Linked DNA regions of Mus musculus: region 1 is linked to region 2. The links are chromatin contacts, called in public Hi-C maps. All regions are on one chromosome and are shown on one strand. Each heading gives the region's core, a stretch centred on a gene start, on an enhancer-like site or on the middle of the called end of the contact. The rest is flanking DNA. Distances are from core to core; before and after follow the strand shown.

Region 1 (6,836 bases), core at 19-2,518, 170 kb after region 2:
CAGCAGGCATTAGGTGCCTATAGTTCTTTGTCTAAGGATAAGACCCTGTGGAATTTCCCCTTCCCTGTTAACGTGCTCACTGGTATTGACATTGTTCAGGTCTTCTTCATGCAGCCATCTCTAGGGCAGACTGCTCCACAGCAGGCTTCCTCATATTCTGGCTTTTACCCTCTCTGCCCCCTCTCCCATAATGCTCCCCTAAGCACAGACTCGGGAGCTGTGATATAATGTATCCACTGGGGCATGGCTCCCACAATCTGCTGATTTCTGCAGTGTCCAGTTGTGGTTGTCTGCTGGTTTCCATTTGCTATGAAGAAAGGCTTCTTTGATGAGGGGTGACTGCTACATTTATTGAGCATACATCAATTTTTTAAAAATGGATGCATGGTATTCCCTATCCATAAACCAGAACTTATTAAACTATTTTGTTTTTTTTTAAGATATATTTATTATATGTAACTACACTGTAACTGTTTTCAGATACTCCAGAAGAGGGCATCAGATCTCCTTATAGAGGGTTGTGAGCTACCATGTGGTGACTGGGATTTGAACTTGGGACCTTTGGAAAAGCAGTCAGTGCTCTTAACTGCTGAGCTATCTCACCAGCCCTAAACTATTTTCTGTTGGTAGATATTTAGTGTGTGTCTCTGATCTATCTATTTATCTGTCTGTCTATCTATCTATCATCTATCTATCTATCTATCTATCTATCTATCTATCTATCTATCTATCATCTTTCTCTCCATATAGAGGATTGAACCCAGTGCCTTCTGCCTCTACCACCCCACAACTTTTCCATACCTTCAGAATGATTATCATTTACTGTCTGTCCACATGAGATGTCTGTGAGTGACAATTCTGGGATGTCTGAGAGTACTCTGAGATGCAACAGTGTTCATTCATGAGGGGAGGGCTGGAAGTCAGGTCAAGACTTTGTTTCAGATACATGCTGGGTTCTGGGCTCCAGTCAACCCCTTGTTGTCTCTCAGAGTTGAGAGTATTAGGACAGACATTTGAGATACGGGAGAGAGCAGTCAGTGAGGGGACGACTGCCTGGCTATAGGTTCCATCTCCCCAAAGCTCTTGCTGCTGGCAGAAGCCTTGGGAAGGCCGGTTCCATCCTTGACCACTCATCTCTACCTTGGGGACAGTCTAAGCTTCTGTGACCTGGGGTGAAAGATCCCAGATCCTGTTACTGGCTCCTCTTGGAAGCCTCCACTCTCGGCCTCCCTGCTTCCTGTGACTAATTTCTGAAATCCCTGTGACTGAGAAGGTATAGGATGAAGTTTCCCACTCCTGGAGGGCTCTGGGTCCCAGACTGGGGCTAGGGGGTTTGACGGTGGGTGACAGCTAGGACTTCTGTGTGGTCACATACAATAAATACTTCAAGAGCAGAAGCGGGAACCTTCAGATTGGGTGGCAGCAGCTGTGGGGTACAGGGATAACCTCACTGATGGCTGGTTAGATAGGGCTCTCTCTCTCTCTCCCTCTCTCCCTCTCCCTCTCCCTCTCCCTCTCCTTCTCTCTCTCTCTCTCTCTCTCTCTCTCTCTCTCTCTCTCTCTCTCTCTCTCTCTCTCTCTCTCTCTCATGTTAGACCATTTCAGAAGGCAGTGTGCTCGCTGATGAAAAGGCCATGGTCATTCTCTTAGGAAATCTGCTGGGTCTGGCTCTGACAGTCCTCAGCTGCTCCATAAATCTTCCATCAGTTCCATCCAGCCAAAAAGATGTCATCACCGTTTTCTCCTAGCAACAAGGAATAAAAGGTCAGTAACTCCCCCAGCCCCGCCCAAGACTAAGGAGACAAATGGAAAGTTTTCATCGGGAGGTGCTGGGCTGTTTATGCAGGAAACGATTTGTGCTAGGAAGCCAGCTTAAGTGTGAGAATGGTGATTGCTTTAGGCGCCAGTAGTGCCCTGGACTCTCCCACACTTAACAGACAGAACCTAAGAAGCTTAAAGTTAGAAGAACTATTAGCTGTCATCCAGTACACTCAGATTCAATTCTCAAGACAACAGAATCTGTACTGTAAATAATATGTTTATGCAGCCTCTTGATACATTCAAACAGAAGTACCAAGAGTGGAAAAGGCTCTGGATCCCTCTGACTTCTGCTATCCTGTGTTTAAACTCTCTGTCTGGTGTCTCGGCCAGGGTGTCCCCAACACTGGCTGCTGCTCACAAACTCTTGCCTGGGGAAGCATCAGTATACATTACCATAGTGTTGCTGATTGGTGCCTGACCTGGAGATGGTGAATATTTAAAGTTGCTGAGCCACTTTGGTTGGTCTGTGTGGCTTTGTTGGAGGTAGAATTCGAGGTCGAATTCATCTTGCTTGCACGGATTGTACACACTGAGGGGCTGGCACCCCTTCTGCCTTGGAGCTTGGGAGCCAGTTGTCATTCTTCAGTCTGGTGCCTCAGTGAAGCTCAGGGGCAGCCTGGGGCTTTCAGGCTCTTTGTTGGGGCAGCAGCGGGGAGAGGGTGGCTCCACTGTGTGTGAGCTACCAGATCCTTTGGAACTGGAGTTACAGATGGTTGTGAGCTGCGATATGGGTGCTGGGAATTGAACCAGGGTCCTCTGTAAGAACAACCAGTGCTCTTAACCTCTGAGCCATCTCCATCCCCTTGTCTATTGTTTTAGTTAAGGTTTCTATTGCTGTGAGAAAACATCATAACCTAAAGCAACTTGGAAAAGGAAAGGTTTATTACAACTTACAGTTCCACATCATAGTCTTTTGAGGGCAGGAGCTCAAACAGGGCAGAACCCTGGAGGCAGGAGCTGATGCAGAGGCCATGGAGGGATGCTGCTTACTTGATTGCTCTCTGTGGCTTGCTCAGCCTCTTTCTTATGGAACCCAGGATCACCAGCCCAGGTGTGGCCCCGCCCACAATGGGCTGGGCCCTCCCACATCAGTCACTACATAACAAAATGCCCTACAGGCTTGTCTACAGGTCTGGCATTTTCTTAATTGAAAGTCCCTCTTCCCAAATGACTCTAGCGAATATAAAGTTGACATAAGCTAACCTGGACATGTACAACAAAGGAGGCCTTTGATGAGTGACAGTTGTCAGTGACCCTGTCATAGATTGTATGCCTTATTCCTTCCTCAGTCATCTTTTTTCTATGGTTTTAGACTTTTCTTCAGCATAGTTATTTGACTTCATTCGTGGTTATTTTGGTTCACTTTTGACCCATAGTGGTAGCCAGTTCCAAAATGGTGCCTACTAGCTTCAGTTCCTTGCTTTTCTGAAAGGATCAAAACCACTGGAGAAGAACTGTGCTCTCAATGCCATCCCACAATGCATAGGGCTGACCTGGCAGCCAATGGACGTTGTAGAACGTCTATAAAAAATGACATCAGAGCCCAAGGAATGAAGACACTGTGGCTTCCACTTTGCCCTCTTTTGATGGCTCACTGGGAACAACTGGCTGTCACCTTCTAGGGTACCCAAGCAATCCTGTGGGAAGGACCCCATGTCATAAACTAGACTGATCTTTTTTCATGTGGACCATATTGGAAGTGAACCTTCCAGTTTTGGTTTAGCAAGCCTTCATATGACTGACACATGTTGACAACCTGATCCTAAGCCATATGGTGGTGCAGCTTAGCCGGGTTTCTCTCTCTCTCTCTCTCTCTCTCTCTCTCTCTCTCTCTCTCTCTCTTTCACACACACACACACACACACACACACACACACACACACACACACACACACACACACACCCCTCTTGGGGACATTTGTGGTGCTAGCCGATACATAACTTTCATGTTTACCCCACATTGGCTAACTACTACTTTGCTTGTGGAAGAGCAGAAGCTGGCTTTGCAAGTGAGAACTTCCTGTTTGCCCAACATTTTGCACACAGAATAAATGACAGAAAACATGATCATCTGGCCATTACTGCTAGATGTTTTGAAAATTCCTGGCATTAAGTGATTTACCTCTAATCTGACCTGTTACATCACACAGCCCATCTTCTGACCATATGAACTATGACTATGGTATATCAAGATTAATAAAACAATATGCCACTTATTACATATTCATATCACTGTCAAGGACTCACTGAAGAAGATCCTAGTATCAGCTCTATAGTGTTCAGGTCAGGATGAGTCTGCATATCCCCACCAAATTTCATGTTGAAATTTGAAATTTAATACTCTGAGGTACTACGAGGTGGGACCTTGAAGAAGCAATTAGGTCCTAAGAGCTCTGCCCCCATAAGTGGATTAATCCACTTGTGGATTAATGGATTACTGGGCTAATGGGTTATCTTGAGAGCAGGTCTGTCATGTAAGCCAATTTGGCTCTATTTCTTACCTAGTCACCTCTTACCGTGTGGGTCCATGTTACCTCTGCAGAGTGCCTGCCAGCAAGAAGGGTCTCACCAGATGTGGCTTTTAGACTCTGGGCACCCACCATTAGAGATGAATAGAACTTAATTCTGTATAAACTAGTCACAAGAATTCTGTTGCAGCGCTAGAAAACATCTAAGATGCGTCTTTGAGATGGATTAGACTTAGAGTCTGAGTAACTCAACGTAAATGTGGTTGAAGTTGAGGTCCTAGCATCCCAGACACTCTGCTCTTTAGAGACCCACACTGCCTTTGTACTGTTTCCTCCCAGTGTTCTCTGCCCCCTTCAGCAGCAGGGGAAGGGAACTCCCCTTTCTATTTCAGGACCCTGCTCAACTGTCACCTCCATTGTGCCACCTTCTCTTGACATTCTCAGCCACTTAACAAATATTTATCTAGGGACCAGCCATTGACAAGTTCAGTTTCGAAGTCTGAGGGCTCACCAGGAAAAATAAAACAAACAAAGAGACCAAAAGGAAAACAAGGTTCTTGCGTTTAGGAAGGCGTTCCTGTGGAAGAAAATAAACAAATAGACACCGAGATCATTTGCAAGCCTACTGCCATGGTAGTTGAGTGTTTCCAAGGGGGCAAAGGAAGGAGAGGAGTGAGGGAAAGACCCCAGTGTCTAAGTATATGGCTCAGGCACACAGACTTCCTGGAGGGGAGGGCTTGAAGAAAACCCATGGGTGTGAAGTGGGCTGGGCACGAGGCAAGAAAGCAATGGCTGTCTTACAGGGGGTTAAATGTTAGGCTGTTTGTATAAACATCTAAGTTTCTCTGTCTTTCATCTGTGTTGGGGAGCAAATCCAGGACTTTGTATATGCGAGGCAAGGGCTTTGCACCAAGTCAGACTCAAGTCAGACACTCACCTCTGGACAATTGTCTCCTGAGTCTGCACCTAGGTGGATGGACCTAGAAAGAAGACAGGAAGTTGAAAACCAGTATACAGATGTTTAAAGCCAGAGGGAATGAGTGAAATTAGGCAGAAAGACTGTAGGGGGAGGAGTGAGCCCAGGAACGTAAGCAGGGGGGTTGTGGAGGAGGATGAGGTGGCTCAGGAATGGTCCTATCTTGGCTCAAGTTATTTTTTCCCCTCCTAACTCTGCCATGCTCTATTTTTTGCCCTTGTTGAAAGGGTATGTTCCTCAGCAAGGCTGGGAGTGTCTTGGGTGCAGATCCCACGTCTAATGTTGGTGGTTGCTATGTGCAGTGTGATGCCTGGTCACAGTGGGTGGTCTTAGATAGTAGCTGGTGTCACAGGATCATACAGTTGAATGAAGAGCTGGCGTCAGCCGGAGGTCAGGAATTGTCATCGTGGAGTCCACGCTTCCAGCCCAGTGTGTGTCCCCCATCGGTGGCTATTGGCTCTTGGGTGTTGTATTCCAGACTAGGACCTATGAGAGCCTACAATGGGGAATCCAATTAAGACAGTGGGGTGATGGCTGGAGAGATGGCTCAGTGGTTAAGAGCACTGAACGCTCTTCCAGAGGTCCTGAGTTCAATTCCCAGCAGCCACATGGTGGCTCACAACCATCTGTAATGGGATACGATGCCCTCTTCTGGTGTGTCTGAAGACAGCTACAATGTACTCATATACATAAAAAAAGGCAGTGGGGTGATGTCAAACAGAACCTTTTGACAGAAAATTGAATCTGTGTAATGTGGCAGTTGGTTGAGCCTTAGAATTTGAGCTTTTCAAGACATTAAGGAGCAACTGGGTGAACAGAGCATCAGTGATGGTTATCTGAGGGAAAGTCAGAGCCTCAGCAAGGAGAAAGAAAAACGAGGGACCAGGGATTCCGTTTTATTCAGAAGCAATAAATACCACATCGTATATCTGCTCTAAGTTTTACACATTTTAATTTTTATTTATCTTTTATTATTTTTAAAAAATTTTATTTTTTACATGCACTGGTGTTTTGCCTGTATAATATCCGTCTGAGTGAGAGCACCGCATCCTTTGGAAGCTGAGTTACAGACAGTTGTGAGCTGCCATGTGGGTGCTGGGAATTGAACCTAGGTCCTTTGGGAAAGCAGCCATTGCTCTTAACCACTGAGACATCTTTTTTTTAAATTCTTTAAAATTATTAAATTATCGTTGCTGCTGCTGTATGTCTTCGTGCACATGTACTGTGGCACACGTGTGGAGTCAGCTCTCTTTCCTCCTTTGTGTAGTTTCCGTTACCCACTGAGCCCCACCTCTGGCCCCTGCCTGCATTTTAAACAGAGACTTGTTCTCAACCATGGAGGAGGTGAGGGTTGTGGTGAGCCTTCAGACAGAAGTAGGTCTTCTCTTGCTAGGGAAGGAAAAGGGACTCTGGGAAGAGGGGAAAGGGTGGGGAGATAGCAAGGCATGGGCAGCTTCACAGCCATGTTATCCTCAGGATTTGCATGGGGGGAGACAGAGCAGTAGAAAGACAGAGAGCCACACAACCCTTCTGCCTCTGCTTTTGTTGCTGCTGCTGGACTGTCAACCCTG
Region 2 (7,450 bases), core at 3,940-6,439:
TCCCAGATGTGGGATGATAGGCATGACCCACTATGCCCATGCAGTCTCTTCTCATACATAGAGAGCCTTTCAGCTCCCTGAAATTTTGCGGTGCTGGCCAGAGTATTGTTTAGGATAGCGTAGGATAGCCATAACCAGGAAACAGCAATGCCAATCCATCCTGAGATGAAAGGCTGGTACCTCTGTGTCTCTGCACCTACAGTGTCTAGTATGCTGGGCCTTCTTTATTATTATATCTAAGTACACTGTCGCTGTCTTCAGATGCACCAGAAGAGGGCGTCAGATCTCATTACAGATGGTTGTGAGCCACCATGTGGTTGCTGGGATTTGAACTCAGGACCTTCGGAAAAGTAGTCGGTGCTCTTAACCGCTGAGCCATCTCTCCAGCCCATGCTGGGGCTTCTGCAGTAAGGTTTTTAACGAAGTATGTAATGAGGAGAGTTTACTACCCAGAGTCTTGGCTTTCTGCACACCCCTTCAGTGACTCCTAAGCAAGGTTTTAGGTTTCTGTAAAATGGCCTACAGGTGCCTGGCCACGCCAACACTAAGCTTGTCGGTGGCATTAGCTGAAGTTTTCTCTTCACCTTTTGGTTCACTTTGGCTAGAGACTAAAAGGGTTTCCAGCTGATGGCTTAGCCTCCATGGTGGAAGTCTGACATGGACCAAGTGGAATAATCTTACAGTAGCTAGCTGTAGGGGAAAGAGCGAATTCTGTGTCAACTACAAAGAGACAGCAGCTCCCTCCCTGTATCCCTGTCTGCCTTGGCATTTCCCATGTAGACCAGGCTAGCCTCAACTCACAGAGGCTCATCTGCCTTTTTCTTGCAAGCACTGGGATTAAAAATTCATGCTCAGCCTGATTTTGGCTTTCTAAATCTACCAAATTCTCTCTGTAATTTTACAACCTTCAAAAACTACCAACTGACAGGCAAGCCCCTTTCACCCCTGAGGTTCTCTTCTACCTCAGATTATTTTGAGGCAAGTGTAGGTTATTGTGTAACCACCACCACGTAGACAGAACCACCATCTTTTACCATGCACCGTGGGTGAGTCCTCTGTCTCCACAAGCGGCCTGTGTATCTCACGTCCTTGATTGTCTTACTGAGTTTGTAGCTCAAGTGAATGTGAGTCACAGAGGTGCGGCACCTTGTGCTTGGTGGGTACGTCCCTGAGGAGGCGCTGCATTGGCACTTCCATTGGTGCCCTTGAGGAAAAGCCAGGGGCACTGGTAAATAAACACTGTGTCCTGTCCAGGACACCTCTCCCTTGTTCTGTGAATACACTTGTGGTCCAAAACTTACTCAGTAGTGCCAGTATTAAGAAACCCAGATCTCAGGGAGGGAAGGAGGGAGGGAGGGAGGGAGGGAGGGAGGGAGGGAGGGAGGGAGGGAGGGAGAGCGAGAGAGAGAGAGAGAGAGAGAGAGAGAGAGAATGAGAATGAATATATATATTGGGCAGAGCCAAACCTGAGCAGTACCGACGCTGACGTGACGCTGACGTGTGGGCCTCTGCTTGCCATAGTTCAGTCACTCAAGATCAGCTGCAGCACCAAAAATATTAGTATTGGTATTGATTCCCTCAAGAGAGATCCGCTGTCTTTCACTGTGGTGTGTTCTGTCTTGCTGAGTTCTTTCTGTTCCTGGTTTCAGTGTATGGGAACTTCAGTGTTTCCATAGGGGTGTGTGTGTGTGTGTGTGTGTGTGTGTGTGTGTGTGTGTGTGTGCGTGCGTGCGCATAGGAAATGGAGGTTGGTTATCTGTGACCCAGGGTCTGCTGGGTGTATTGGAGCAGGGCCACATAACTGAGGCGGTTACTGTTTAGATGAAATGGCTGAGAAGTGCCACAGAGCAAGCACAGCACAGGAGGCTGGGCTACGGAAGCCGAAGGGCTGTAGGGTGGAAAACCAGCCGCATGTTCCCTAGAAGGGTCCCTCTGCACACTGAGGGGAACTGTCTGAAGGAGGTACAGGGGGAAGCAAAGACGTCTCTAACCTCATTGCCCAAGAGTAGGCAGCTTTCTGCTTGAGAGAGCTTGAGGAGGAGCCAGCGTCACCTGGAAGCCGTGGAAAATACCAGAAAAGAGTGTGACCGAAGCAGGAAATTAGAGCTACATCGACCACAGGGCGAGCGAGCACTTAGGAGAAGTCGGGTCACTGATGAGACTTGGAGCAGGCTGGGGTGGTTTTGTTTCTGCAGTGTTAGAGTCTGAGCTGGGGCCTACACACACCCTCTGCGCAGAACTCACTCCAGTCCCAAGGGAGTGAGGTTGGGATTGGGAGGGGTGAACCTGGGAGGGGGTTGGATTTCTGGCAAAATTGGGGTAAGATAGGAGACCCATTGAACTTCCTACCTGTAGGTGGACCTGTTAGGTGGCCTTGGGTCTGTAGACTTTCCCAGTACTAGGCAGTGTCAGGTGTGGACACTACTGCCCCTCTGGCTGCTGGCACTGAAAAGGTGAAAAGGTCAGGGCTGACTGTGCTTCCATTGAAGACAGGCAGTCGCTGCGGCCCAGATCTCAGTTGTCTTTTCTTGTTCAGTGCTAGGGGTTGGGTCCAGAGCCTTACCCACGCCACAGCTCAGCCACACTCTCAGCGTTTGTACCATTTCCTTGCTGCTTCTGGTTTTTAAGAGAGGGTCCCGGTAGGTAGCCCAGGCTGGCAGTGAACTCCTGCTCCTCCTGCGTCTGCCGTCTGAGTTCTAGCGTCACAGGCCTGCGCTGCCACCCCAGGCTTTCCCAGTTTTTGAGAACTTTCTTGCTTCATTAAATGGGTTTGTGTTTTGGTTTTGGAGTGGGTTTTCTTTTCCTTTGGCTTTTTTATTCAAAATAGCTTTTTGTATGTATGTATGTATGTATGTATGTATGTATGTATTTCCTTCCTGACTGTGCCTTCCGTTATTGGTCTTTTCCCCCCCTTCTTTTAGAGACACGGTCTCACTTTGTAGCCTTGGCTGGCCTGGAACTCCGTCTGTAGACCTCGTCAGTGCTGGGAGTCTTTGCCTTTTAGTTTAATTAATTTTGGTTTGCTGAAATAAGTCTGATTCCATAGTCCAGGCTGGCCCTGAACTAACAGCTTCAGCTTTCCAAGTATAAGGATTGCAGGCACATGGCTCTGCACACCCAGCAGTCTATCTTATGAACGTCTTCTAAATATAGAAAATCAATATAATTATTAGTGTGTTAACTTTCGGCTACTTTATTGTTTTGGTTATTTCATCAGAGTTTTGTTCCTGTTTTATTTTTAAAATAATATTAACTGAATGTTAGTGATTTTTAAATTTCTTTAAGACCATGTTAATTAAAAAAATTCATTTGTGTGTGTGTGTGTGTGTGTGTGTGTAGTTGCTGGGAACTCAATTTGGGTCCTGGAAGAGCAGCAAGTGCTTTTAACTGCTAAGCCATCTTGGTAATACACGTACACATATGCACACACGCAAGCACACACTGCCACCGCCTATTCTTAACACATATTTACTTTATTTATTTGGGATGGAGCAGGTGTGTGGAACTCAGAAGACCGTCCTCAGGGGTCCGTTCTTTCCTTCCACCCTGTGAGTTGTGGACATCAAACTCAAGTTGTCAGGCTTGGCAACAAGTAGCTCTAACCTCAGTCACATTACCAGTCCCTCTGTCTGGTTAATTCATGATTTACAATAAGTACTTTGGGGTTCCAACTTTCTTGAGTGATATTTAGGTTTCTCAGACACTCTGCTCCGGGTGGGCCCTGCCTGGGCTTTGCTGTCTCTCAGCCTGGTGAGGTACTTCATTCTCTCCCTGGAGGGCCGCCATCACTTAATTTGCCATCTGAAGATTGCTTCCTTTCTCTCCTAGGTACATTTATGATGCTTATGAATGGGGAAAGGGAGGCCACGGAGCGGGGTCCAGCGTGTTGCTGTTACCTGGTGTATGGAGGCGTATATTAGAATCTTTCCTATTATACTATGGCAGATAAGGGGATTGTTGGAGCTGGGACTGTGCCCTATTCGTATTGTGAGGCCCCAGTTTCAATCCCTAGCACACACAAAGGCCTCCTTAGAAACTTTGGTTTGAAAGGCCCAGCTTAGAAAATGAGTTGTCTTGAAGTCCTGTGGGGAAGAAAGGGAAGAGATTTCAAGTTTAAAATTGGCAAAATTAGGGCGTATTCCTGTGGTAGCAAAGGGGCCACAGTGGTAAGGTTGGCAGCCAGTTAATAGAAAACATGTTTGTGTCTTCTCATCTGGAGCTTGGTGTTCTCTGCCAAGCCCTCAGGCTATGCCAGAATTGAGTTCTTTGTGGTATTAAGACTGGCGTCCCTGTTTCCTGGCTGGCTGTTAGTTAGCTGCCCCCTGCCCTACAGACCACTCACGTCCCACTCAGCCCTCCCTGAAAGCCAGCGGCAGCATCTCCTTTGTATGTAATTCCTTTCACCCTTTAGCTTCTCCCTCACCTTTATTTATTAATAAATAGATAAAGGGGTCAGAGGACAACTTGGAGTGGCTTCTGGTCCTGGAGGGAAGGGCTATATCAAACTCAGGCTGTCAAGCTTGGCAGCAGGCATTGTCACCTACTGAGCCATCTTTCTGGCCCTGTTCACCCTTTAGTAGTTATAGAGTTGTGCCTAAGTGGCAGAGCATTAGTGTAGCATGCAAGAAGCTGTGGCTTCCATCCCCAGCACTAGGGGGGAAACAGTTTGAAGGAAGGAGAACAGCCAAGAAAGGAAAACCTTAGATGGGATACAGATGTCACTGGGGAAGGGAGGGCCCGGCCTATAAGGGAGCTGCGTTCATTGATCAAGCCAGGCCTAAGTTGGTTTAGAGCTGCCAGATGATCCAGATGGCAGTCAGGAGGGCAGGGTGCCCCTGTGCCAGGCTCTAGGGCGTATGCTTCCCTGGGGGGGGGGGTCTGGTTCCATGTCATAAAAGCTGCAAAAAAGTTAACTGCCAGGCCAAGGACTTCCAGCTCAGGGAGCCTGCCGGAGCTTTTCACAGTGTTCTCACACCTACCCAATGGCCTCCAGCCTGTGCTTTCAGTGTCTCCTCAGCTCTGTCCCCTGAGAGAGAGAGAGAGAGAGAATGAAGCTCATTTTAAGGGTCAGACTGGGAACTCTATAGTGTCTCCTTGCCACCAGGCAGCTTTTGACAAGCACCTTTCAGAACATCCATGCCCCTGTCTGAGCCTGCTGTCTGGCTTGATGCCATCTATAGGAGCATCTGCCATGCGCACAGTGCGTTACAGAGAGCCTGGGAGATGTGGGGGATATCTTAGACATCTCTCAGCTGTGGGGCCAGGGGTGTGAGTAAAATAGAGGTTGCTAATGGCCTGGTGCTACAACCTCTGAGAAACTCCAAAGTCAATCTCCTGCACTTCCTTCTGTGGCTTGGGCACATTTTAAGCTGTCTCACAGATAAAGAAAAACAAGGGCTTGCCAGCCACCACAAGAGCCCCTATTATCTCTTTAATTTCTAACACTCAGAGGCAAGTATTTTGGCTCCATTTTACAGTGGAAACAAGCTTGGGATGTAAGGTCCCTTGCCTGGAGCCATTCCGGGAGCTTAGGGTGAAAACCCAGTGTTGTCCAGCACCAAATCTCCCTAGTTTCTGGTAGCTTCAGTGTTGCTTCCCTGCCTTTCAAAGTGTTTGTGCCATTTGACTGGAGAGAGGGTTTGATGCCGTGGGCACTTGCATATGTTTCTGTTGTCACCCACCGGCAGAGGTCACTCCTGTTGTGGCCCAGGGCTAGGAGGACAGTGGATGGAGGAGCCATCTCTGACCGGATTTTCCCATTCCAACAAGGAAGCTGAGGTCCCCCCTGTGCCTCCCCAGGAGCAAGGCCGCACCCATGTCCCCTTCCCTGTTCTTCCTTCAGTATGTGGAACAAAAGCACTAAGCAGGATTATTTGAGGGCTGGGTGCAACTCCTGTGCAAAACAGTGTACTCTACACTTGGAGACTTCTGCCAGCCGAGCCGGGGGGGGGGGGGGGGGGGGGGGGGGGGGGGATGGGCTGATTGTAGGGAGCACACTCCTTTGCTCTCCCTGGTGGATCAGGCCTCCTCAGAGCCCGACATGACTATGCCCTGAGAGTGATTATGGAGTAGGTAGAACCACTTTAGACAGCCGAGCTACACAGTGAGTTCAGGAACAGCCTGGGCAATTTACTGCAACCTTGTCTCAAAATGAAAAATAATAATAGCCTGGAGTAGTGGCATACTCCTTTAATCCCAGCACTAGGGAGACAGAAGCAGATAGATCTCTGTGGGTTTGAGTCCAGCTTAGTCTACAGGAGTTTCAGGACAGCGGGACACAGAGAAACCTTGTCTCAAAAACCGAAAGGAGAAAATAATAATAACAGTGATGAAAGTCTGGGAATGTATCTCAATGACAGAGTGCTTGCCGAGGCCCTACTTTCCATCCAGTAGCCCCCTAAAAAGTGGAGCTTGTGTTTGCCCTGTGTCCACCCCAGTTCTGCAGCTCCCCAGCTGTCTCTGTGCCACCGTGGTCACTCACACAGGCGCCTCTCAGTTGATGGTTATTAGGCCTCTGGGCTGTGGAACCATGTGGAACAGTTTGGGCAAGCAGAAGGGTACAGCTCGTCCCTTCCCATTACACAACAAGCCGGGCGGGTGTCAGCCAGAGCAGTGGCCCTTCCTCCCTCCACTGCTCCATCAGGCCGCTGCAGGTTCTCTGCCTTCCAAAGCTGCATGTTCAGGGTTAGAGGGAAGTTTTAAGTCTGTAGGCAGCCAGAAGGTCAGGCACTGAGTTCACTCAGCTAGTTGGAGAGGGAATTTCCCCTAAAATTTCAATGGAAATAGCCTGTGTTATCTCTCCAGGCACTTCCCTAACAAGTTGTGTTGTGTTTTGAGGTGTTTAGTGGGGTTGGGGTGGGGCAGTTGAGATTGATATTTTTTTTTCCTCCCCTTTTCTTTTCTTTTTTTTTTTTTTGGTTTTTTTCGAGACAGGGTTTCTCTGTGTAGCCCTGGCTGTCCTGGAACTCACTTTGTAGACCAGGCTGGCCTCGAACTCAGAAATCCGCCTGCCTCTGCCTCCGGAGTGCTGGGATTAAAGGCGTGCACCACCATGCCCGGCTCCCCTTTTCATTTGAAACATTGAAAACAGTGTTGGGCCAGGGCTGGAGCTCGGGATTTGAGTACTTGCTTACTGTGCACAAGGCCCTGGGCTCTGTCTTCCAAACAGTTCGGAAAGGCAAAGTGAAACAAATTACCCCACTGCTACAAGCTGAACGGATAAGGACCGTGGCTTGCTTTTCACTCAGGAGGTTCCCTTGAGTCTAGGACTTTGAAAGGAGCCTGGGCAAGATAATGAGATCCATCCCTCAAGAAATGCAGGACAGGGAGGGTATGTTAACCTCTGGAAGCTTCCAAAGACTAACTTGAGCAAGCAAAGTGGCCTTCATTCATTCTTGCTTCTAATTCTTATTCTTTACTGTGAGCAGGCACCAAAGGCTGGATTCGTACT

Evidence for each region. A called contact is a pair of places that touch in the nucleus more often than the background predicts.
Region 1: a Hi-C map of the THB-7 cell line shows a contact between it and region 2, with 2.4 times the contacts expected there. The contact joins two enhancer-like sites. A contact is called at or near these places in 7 of 39 promoter capture datasets (the HPC-7 cell line, cranial neural crest, embryonic stem cells and 4 more), 20 of 484 Hi-C or Micro-C datasets (the AML12 cell line, B cells, CD4 T cells and 8 more), 2 of 115 datasets of contacts at active chromatin or transcription factors (embryonic stem cells and stem cell-derived neural progenitor cells) and 1 of 9 other capture datasets (embryonic stem cells).

What each region holds. Positions count from the first base shown.
Region 1 is chr17:26,859,848-26,866,683 of GRCm38.p6, forward strand. It overlaps Gm17382 (predicted gene, 17382), which reads right to left. Exons shown (of 3, transcript NR_168075.1): 2 at 5,227-5,269; 3 at 330-1,744. Among named protein-coding and RNA genes, the nearest start is that of Nkx2-5, 22 kb to the left of the region's middle. Within about 2 kb of position 1,269, at least 34 of the 459 cell types and tissues checked have an H3K27ac peak or open chromatin away from gene starts, as enhancers often do.
Region 2 is chr17:26,684,747-26,692,196 of GRCm38.p6, forward strand. All of the region lies in intron 2 of Atp6v0e (ATPase, H+ transporting, lysosomal V0 subunit E), which reads left to right. Among named protein-coding and RNA genes, the nearest start is that of Atp6v0e, 12 kb to the left of the region's middle. Within about 2 kb of position 5,190, at least 57 of the 459 cell types and tissues checked have an H3K27ac peak or open chromatin away from gene starts, as enhancers often do.